3 separate regions of the Mus musculus genome follow, and regions 2 and 3 are each linked to region 1. A link is a contact called in public promoter capture Hi-C data. All regions are on one chromosome and are shown on one strand. Each heading gives the region's core, a stretch centred on a gene start, on an enhancer-like site or on the middle of the called end of the contact. The rest is flanking DNA. Distances are from core to core; before and after follow the strand shown.

Evidence for each region. Promoter capture Hi-C pulls out the DNA fragments that hold promoters and counts their contacts.
Region 2: a contact with region 1 is called in a promoter capture Hi-C map of liver, with 2.5 times the contacts expected there. The contact joins the enhancer-like site here to the promoter of Sec24b in region 1. A contact is called at or near these places in 7 of 39 promoter capture datasets (the 3T3-L1 cell line, 3T3-L1-derived adipocytes, the C10 cell line and 3 more) and 4 of 115 datasets of contacts at active chromatin or transcription factors (astrocytes, embryonic stem cells, forebrain and 1 more).
Region 3: a promoter capture Hi-C map of pre-B cells shows a contact between it and region 1, with 5 times the contacts expected there. The contact joins the enhancer-like site here to the promoter of Sec24b in region 1. A contact is called at or near these places in 3 of 39 promoter capture datasets (hippocampal neurons, liver and pre-B cells) and 2 of 115 datasets of contacts at active chromatin or transcription factors (astrocytes and embryonic forebrain).

The regions. Positions count from the first base shown.
Region 1 is chr3:130,059,409-130,062,250 of GRCm38.p6, forward strand. Sec24b (Sec24 related gene family, member B (S. cerevisiae)) reads right to left here and starts at 1,499. Exons shown (of 24, transcript NM_207209.3): 1 at 1,161-1,499. The coding sequence starts at 1,260.
Region 2 is chr3:131,244,618-131,247,459 of GRCm38.p6, forward strand. It overlaps Hadh (hydroxyacyl-Coenzyme A dehydrogenase), which reads right to left. Exons shown (of 8, transcript NM_008212.4): 4 at 543-669. Among named protein-coding and RNA genes, the nearest start is that of Hadh, 26 kb to the right of the region's middle. Within about 2 kb of position 1,389, at least 48 of the 459 cell types and tissues checked have an H3K27ac peak or open chromatin away from gene starts, as enhancers often do. A contact at or near this core is called in liver, where this site is marked.
Region 3 is chr3:131,116,528-131,119,369 of GRCm38.p6, forward strand. All of the region lies in intron 3 of Lef1 (lymphoid enhancer binding factor 1), which reads left to right. Among named protein-coding and RNA genes, the nearest start is that of Lef1, 7.7 kb to the left of the region's middle. Within about 2 kb of position 1,499, at least 69 of the 459 cell types and tissues checked have an H3K27ac peak or open chromatin away from gene starts, as enhancers often do. A contact at or near this core is called in pre-B cells, where this site is marked.

The DNA of each region.
Region 1 (2,842 bases), core at 249-2,748:
CTAGGGATCTTAAGACTAAACCATCATTTTTTTTTAATTGTGAATAAAAAATTCCACCTGATTCTTGGGGTGTTTCGTGTTTGAAAAGCATTACTGATTTTCCAAACTTTGGCTGTAAATTTGATTAGCACGCTGTGTAAACTAGGCCAATGATTTGATGAGTATTGAGTAGTTTTGTTTTTTGACACAGGGCAGAGGGATTTTCTTCGCTTTACTTTGGGAGGGTCTCATTAGACACACTCAACTCTCTAAGGAGGGCCCCTCCCCTACTTAGGAACATTCCAGATATCCAGAGCAGGGGCCAGGCACGCTAGGGTAAGATCATTTCTCAGCAATAACTCCTGCATGCTCGGAGCCTATAACCTCTGTATGAAAGCCACAGTCGTGTTTCCCTACGCAGGCCTTGCATCAAAACAGGGCCAAGCAACTCTGGCACGTTTTCCTAGACTTGAAAGTGAAGCTGGAGATGGGGGACTCTAAAGGTGTTCGCTTAGTTGACACCTGCTACCCCGGGAACACTACACTACTACAAGCGAACTCCAAAGGCTTGAGCAGCAACCGCAGCGGCAAACCACAACAGATCCGAGGCCGAAGTGGGTCGGGGTTACAGTTACACTTCTGCAGCACATTTACATCCTTCTGCCTACAAACTTGAGTGCAAACTAAGTTCCCTTCCAGGCGGCGTGCTCGCTGGGCCTTAAAAAAAAAAAAATCAAAGCTACGTTCCTGGGGCCCGGAAGGATGCGATCCACCAGGTACCAAGGTTGCTCCCAGCCCTCCATAGACCAAGCACTCTGCGGCCCCGGCGTCCTGTGAGCTCTCGGGGCCCAAAGGGTCGCCCGGGGCAACCGGCCGGCGCCCAGGTCGGAGCAGACGGTCGTGCGGGCCGCCGACCCCTCCACTCCGGCCTCGGTCCGCGCGGGAGGGCAGGCCTGGATGGCAGGCGGCCGGCGGCCCCGCCCTGCCGGCCCTTCGGTCGCTCCCCTCGCCGCATCGCGGCCTCCAGGCTCCACCGCGGCCTCGGGGCCCCACCGCGGCCTCCCCGGTCCGGCCCTGCCCTGCCCGCCCCCAGCCACCGCGCAGGCCGCCCGCCCGCCCGCCCGCTCTCCCTCCCTTCCGCCTGCCTAGGCCCCACGCCGCGCCCCGGCCTCCCGCCTCACCGTTCTGCTGCGGCGGTGCCAGGCCGGAGACAGCTCCGCCGAGCTTGGGCGGCATCCGGGCGCCGGCGGCCGGGTGAGGGGACCCGGCGGGGGCCGACATGACGGCGCGGCTGGCGGCGGCGGCTCCTCCGCGGCGGGAGATGGGCGGAGGGAAGGAAGGCGGGGCCGCGGAGGAAGAGGAAGAGGAAGGAACGCGCCCGCGTCACAGGCCGAGTCACTCTCACCGACGACCGCGGCCCGGGCACCCACGCTCGGCCGCGCCACCACCGCACGCGTGCGGACCCCGGCCCAGCCCTCCCGCGCCAGCGCCCCCTGCAGGCCGGAGCTGCGACCACCTCCCCGCACAGGCCAGACTGCGGCTGCGGCGCCGCCGCCGAAGGGAAAGGCGCGGGCCACGGTGGCCGCCGCTACCCGGATGGAGCCTGCGCCCTGCAGTGCTGCAGAGCGGTGCAAAGCTGCGGGCTGAGGTCCCGAGTCCTGGGTCACGCCAGTCCCAGCCCACCCACGTACCCATCCTCGGAAGAGGAAGCCTGGCTTTGGATTTGTTATTTATTCTTGTACAACGCCACCCCCCCCCACTCCAACTTAATTCCAAATTAACAGCGCAATCAAGCTAAATGTTGATTGAAAATGTGTAATTCCCAAGCAGAGAGAAAACATTTCTCTATGACAGATTCCCCATAACAGTGGCAGTAAAGCCAGAACTTTGACCAGTGGCTTTAAACGCTAGGAGAAAGATGAATGCCTAATACTAGGAGAGCTTGAAGACGAACTTTATATTCCCCCCACCCACCAAGGGTTGGCTCCGCCCGCCCGTTGGTGTTTAGGAGAGCTGTGGCATCCAGAAGACAGGTCAGCTTGCTTTGACTACCTTAGTGAAGTCTTAGAAGCAATCTCCCTGGTCCGTTCAGCATGCTGACTGGCAAGTAAAGACTACTTTATCCAAGTCATTTGGGCATCTTGGTCCCAACTAGGTCACGGTCACACAGTGGTGGGTGTGCAACTGCTCAAAAACGTTCGGATTCAGAATGTGATCTAGTAAGATGGCATTTCCGGAGCGCTGGAATCCTATTTACTGGAAGGTTATGCCAACCTCAAAGGTTCGTAGTTCTAGAACACAAAGCCTTCCTTAAATAGTTGCCGTGAGTTAATGACGGATGCCCTATCGAACCGCACTAAAAATAAACTTTGGAGTTCTGAGATTTCCAGCCACATTATGCTCTGTATTCATGTGTATTGTGGCTTTGTTCGCAGCAGCTCAGCCTCCCTGAGCTAGAGATCACACCCCCACTTCATCAAGGAGGTCACAGTTCAAGCCCTTGCCAGGAGTCCTTTGAATTTACTAAAATTAAGGGTGACACCATGTGAGTAAGGGAAGAATAGGCGATTGGCTTTCTGCCTCTGCAATGTGTTCTTGATGTTAGCTGATTTCAATCAGGTGTATGGATATGTTATTTCTTCAGGGAAGATTCCTCACACAGACTGAGATATTACACTTCCATAGATCTCCATAATGTAATGGCTCCAAAATTATTTACTTCCGTTGGTCGGTTGTGTTGGGCCTAAAGGAAACTTCCGTACCCCAAATTCCAAATGGCAATCCAAACATCAGCCTGGACTATAGGAGGGTTTCTGGCAGTTAGATAAAAGGCAGCCTTCCTAACAAACCTGGGAAACTGTTC
Region 2 (2,842 bases), core at 139-2,638, 1.2 Mb after region 1:
GGCCGGCAAGCCCTGCCTGGCCCCTACTCTCTACCACTCGCCTTTGAGGTCAGGAGGCTCAAGACTGCAGGAAGCTGCTTTTAATAGCTCTGATCACAGCATGGAACTGTGCCTCGCTGAGACAGTAGTGAAGGGCTGCTGCATGGGACCAGAATTCCCACCAGGAGTGACAGGCGAGCTAGAACCCCATGTCAGAGAAGACCTGCGTATCTCCAGCATGGAGCAAGCTGACCTCAGCAAGACGGTATGAAGGTGTATGGGTCTCCCCTGTCTCTCTCATCATGTCAGTGACCTCGTGTTCCTCCCAGTCTGATGTCCCTGTCAGCACTGTCATTGGCCCTGACACAGGCACATAAAAAAAACAAAACAAAACAAAACAAAAAACAAAGTAGAGGAGCCTTCCAAGATAAGAGCTGCCCTTTCTTCCTCTCCTGAAGAGGACAATTGTGACAACCGATATACAAAGGGGGCTTTTTTTTTTGTATCGACCTTCCAGGTTCCGGTTACGTGTCACGCAACATCAGGACCAGATGCCCACTGACCTCCACAAGCTTCATCATAGGCACGGGGTTGAAAAAGTGGAGGCCAGCAAATCGGTCTTGTCTGGTGGTGGCATTGGCTATGTTTGTGATCTGCAAAGAAGACGTGTTGCTGGCAAAGATGGTGTGTCTGTGGAGAGAAGAAACACGGGAGCCCATTGTCAGCATCACGGCACCGTATCATCCCGGTGCCCGAGGCAGACCTACCACCACTCCCCACCCCACCGCATGTCCCGCTGAGGAAGTCAGTCAGAAGGTGCAGCAACAGGAGAGGCTGAAACCAAGCGACTGCGTTTTCTATTTAAATCCCCACATCTACCAGACGTGGCACAGTGAAGTGATCAGACACTTGAAACTGTAAACAATCCTCAGAGAAACACAGCTGCGCCCCCAGGAGCATAGAACAGTTCCCCCTCTAGTGCAGAGCTTTAACCTGGTCATTAGACAAGAATGGAAATGAAGACACAGGCTTTGAACATGGCCGAAAGGGAAGTTTAGTCTCAGACAACCTGGGACAGAAGAGTACACACACACACACACACACACACACACACACAAAACACATGTTCACAGACCTCCGTTTTACAGGCTATCCTGAAAACACACTTGTCTTATTTTATGCATATAGAACCTTAACTTATCAACTTGCAAATCACATACTGTCAGAGACCAAATCCAATTCTCTTCTCAAAACTTCATCTGCTAAGACCAGAAATAAAGTGAGGCTGCCAAAGGCACCAAGGCAAATCCCGTTCCTACAGCGCCACCTTGTGGATAACTTACAAACCAGTAGGATGCCCTTTAGCACAGTTGGATCTGGTCCTACTACCCAAGGACAGTGGCCCCTACTGACCATATTCTCTCTAGGGTTGCTGACCAAAGTCAGGGGCTGGCAGGAAGAAACCAGCTGGGGCAAAAAGAAATCAGTAATTTGGAAAAGAGAGACGCCTGTGAGTATCCAAATACACATATACACCTAGTACCTGGGTGGCTGAGGCAGGATTGTGGGTTGGAGGTTGTCACCTTGGACTACAGAAGAAGACCGTCTTTGGTGTGTGTGTGTAGACTAAGTGGGTAGGTAGGTAAGGGACGAAGGTATCCGAGGCTTAAGGTCAGGCACTAACAGATCCAACCTCTGGGGCGGGCTTTTTAAAAATCCAAGGTACCAACTGGGAAGGTCTTTGAAATCTTCTACCTCAAGACCCTTCAGTCACAGGCTGGAAACTTTGGGCCATCCCCAGGTAAGGTAGAGCTGGCCTAGCCTCCCGACTGCCCCTCCCCCATCCTCTCCTTACCCTCCACTGACACCAGGGGGCGTTGGATGCTCACTGCCACTAGGTGACCTCGCATCAAGGTCAGACTGCTTCAGGAGAACAGTGAAGTCACGTTGTTGTTACTGGCCTTGGTTTGATGGCCTTCCCAGGCTCTGTGCTGACTTGAGAGACAAACCCCAGTACCAGGTGTCCTCTTTGTCCTGTTTCTGAAGCGCTAAATGCACATGACCAGCAGAGTGCTGTACAGGGGACAAGAAGGTCACCAGGACACACACCTGAGGGTTTACAGCCCCATAAGCTGATGTGCAAGTGTTTCCTTCAGCCACGGGTCACCGGTGCTTCCCTAAAAATGACTTTTGCTTGTAACTTTACTCCATTCCAGTCTAACCAAGAAGGGAAGTGTGGCCAAGTCGGCCATGGGCCATAGACACATCACGTGGGCATAAGCACGCGGCAGTGAACCAGCCAGTCATCATAACTGCCAAAAGCTAAGAGTCAAACACTAAGAGGCGGTCCTAGAGTGTGACCCTACAGTGTTACCTATGTACCATTTTACAAGCCTGGCAACTCCTCCATGACCCTGCTATGGCTGCCTTTCCTGCTGTCCTTCCCAGGAAGCCTGGTGTTCACTGAATGCCCTCAAGCGGGTTCCAATTAAACCCAAATAAAATTGAAAACAGAAAAGTGTTCAAAATGGCACAAAGGCGCTTTGCCTTCTGTCTGGTCCGCTCTGAACTCCCCAGCAGGCATTTATTTAAGACTTTCCCCCGGGGCTGGTGAGATGGCTCAGCGGTTAAGAGCACCGACTGCTCTTCCAAAGGTCCTGAGTTCAAAATCCCAGCAACCACATGGTGGCTCACAACCATCCGTAACGAGATCTGATGCTCTCTCCTGGAGTGTCTGAGGACAGCTACAGTGTACTTACATATAATAAATAAATAAATCTGTTTTTAAAAAAAAAAGACTTTCCCCGTGTCCCACAATGACTGCAGGAAACACACAGGTGTGACACTGGACATGGGCAGTTAT
Region 3 (2,842 bases), core at 249-2,748, 1.1 Mb after region 1:
GGCAGACAGAGTTTGAGAGCTGGGAGGGTCACCAAAGAGGCAGCCCAGGAGATGGTTGGCCATCAAGTGGAGGGAGAGCTTGTGGGGTTATCTCAGTGGAGTGAGCAAGCCCTCGATGGTTACAATGATCCGCCATGTTGAGTTGGTGGGCCTTGTGATTGCAGACTCACTGTGAGAGGTTTTCAGCAAATTCCAGGTGGATATTTAAACTCGGGCAGGGACCATGGCTTTTCTCACTGTCATAAAGCAGTTGGTCTGGGGCTCATGGGGATCAAATCTTGGAGATTTTTGTGACGTTGGTTACAAGGAATAACCCCCCCCCATTATTTTAAAACATTTCAAGTATTTAATGATATTTAATGCCTGTGTGGTGTGAGGGATCTTCTACCTGAACTGTGGATGAACTGATAAAGCAATCATAGTCTATTGTTTAGAGTTTAACCCCCACCTCCCCAAACACTGAAAGCACTCCTGGGTTCTAAAACTTGTAGAGAACTTGTTGAGCCATATAGAGAAATATATCTGATTTTTTTTTAATAGCTGTGCAGATTTTTTTGTTTGTTTGTTTGTTTTTATGGGCTGCATTCTGGGTAAGGAACAGTTGAAGGTTTCTACGGAAAGGCTAAAAGGTCAACAAATAGTCTTTTCCAATCAAGTTAGAGTTCTGGTAACAGAAGATCGCTTCGCTTCCCAAACCGTTTACGTTTTATCCATGAGCACAGTGTGTACTGAATGGTGGTTTACGCCACAGGGAGACCGGATGCGTCTCTCGGCAGAGAAGAAATGTGGGAAATTAGTGTCATAATCTTCCTGGTATTTATACACAGCACCTAAAAAGTACTAAAAATGAGCATTTCCCCTTTAAGCTTTGGTCTCTGTAGTCTTTTCCCCTGATCGCCTAGTATATTTAGGGTGTGCGTGTGCTTGTGTGTGTGCGCGCGCGCGAATATATGTGTGTGTGTGTGTGCGCGCGCGCACACACACACATGCACACGTGCCTATGCACCTTATAACTCAGCACCATTTTGAAATGTCAGTAGAATGCAAGGTATTTATTATTTATTGTTATGCATGTGTTGAACTGTTGACATCTGTGTCATCAGTCATCGCTTAGGGACAATTTGTGGGCTGAGCAAATGTCACGAGGTGTAGACTCTGTCCAGAGAACCTGTCCTCTCTCTTCTGTTGTCTGTGCTGAATCCCCGTACATGTGAAAATGCATTCGTGTCAGGTATGTTTTATTGAGAGACCCTCCAGTTTGCACAATTCCAGAAGCCTTTCATTTTTAACCACAAGGCTATGTCAATTTTTTTTAAAGAGTCCAACTGAAGTGAGTTACAATCTTTGGTTTTTAATATTTAACAGCTGTTTGTAATGTTTCTGAGATCAAAAACACTTTAACCGGAAGGAAGGCAGCCTCTCTTCTTCGGTCTAACCACACTTCTCTCTTCCTCCTTCTTTCTGTCCCCTGGCAGGACTGTTTGTGTCACTGACATCAGTGAAGGTAGACTTTCTTAGAGGGTGTCAGGAGCTGGTGGACCATTTGTGTTTGAGTCTCCCAAGTAGGAGCAGCCTGGTGACTTGAATTTGCATTACAAACAATTTCCGGTTTATTGCATCTGCTGCTTGTGAGAACTGGGGAGAAACATCTGTGGGAGGGTGAGGCACCAACAGGGCCCTTCTCCTTTCTGTGACTAACTGCTGTCCTGAGATTCCAGCTGTGGCCAAGTGGCACACACAGGGAGTCCTCTTCTGAAGTCTCCCCAGAACCATCTGCCCTTGCTCCTGTTTTCAGCCAGGTCAGACATCATGGTACCTACTCAGGAGAACTGCCTTTGCCCATCCACCATTTTCCCTTCTGCGAGGACATTTTAGTTGGGACCTCCTTTTAGAACTGGAACCTTTAAGGGAGTGTATCAATACCAGGTATCTCATGAACGAGTCTCTCCTGGAATCTTAACTAAATATGAGTTTTCAGTTCAAATAAACAAGAAGGCAGCTATGGTGACCTACTTGGCGTCAGTGTAAGTTCTTCAAGCACAGAGGTTGAGGAGATGCGCAAGCCTGCTAATATTTCAGAACCAGGACCCCAGGAAAGTTTATTAAAAGCATACTTCCAAACCTTTCTTCCTCTGAAGCTTATGTTTGAAAATAAAGCCATTGCTGAGTTATAAAGACAACAACAACAAACACCAAAGCCCAGTGCCTTGTGTCCCAGTCTTAGTGGTGGAGCCCAGTGTTCTGGCACGGTGGGAAAGAGCTCTGAGCACAGCTGCTTTAACATAGGAAAGGTCCCCGTGGGGTAAGATTATCCTGTAGTTAATCACCCTGGGTGTCAAACTTCCATTTGTCCCTCCTGCAGCCCAAATGGTTAACACCTTACAAGAGAAGCCTTCCATGTCTCTCCTGAGGCCTGGGAGAGTCAGGAAGCTGCCTGGTGGGCCCGGGCCACAGTAGCTCTGAATCAGGAGAACCTTGAATTTTCCAGTTTTCTATGATCTTCCTCAGAGAGACCTTGCGGGTAGGAGAGGGAAAGACGTCTATGGCCTCGTTTTAGCTGCCTTGTAAATTGTTATTTTTAAAGTGGGAATAGCTGTCGGAATGTAATAGGCTTTTATTTATTCAGTCTCTTAGTTATTTAGAATAGCTCCATTGTGCTGACTGGTATGTTTCTTTTAGGGAATAAACATTTGAGTTTCCAGTGAACAGATCGAAGTCTAGTAGATCTCCCACCTCTGACTTTTGTATTAAGTTTACAAACAACTACGACTTGATTTTTGTCACCGTTCACTTCTGGGACAAAGGGACTGAGGTAGATTTGCCTCTCCAAGAAGCTTCTGAA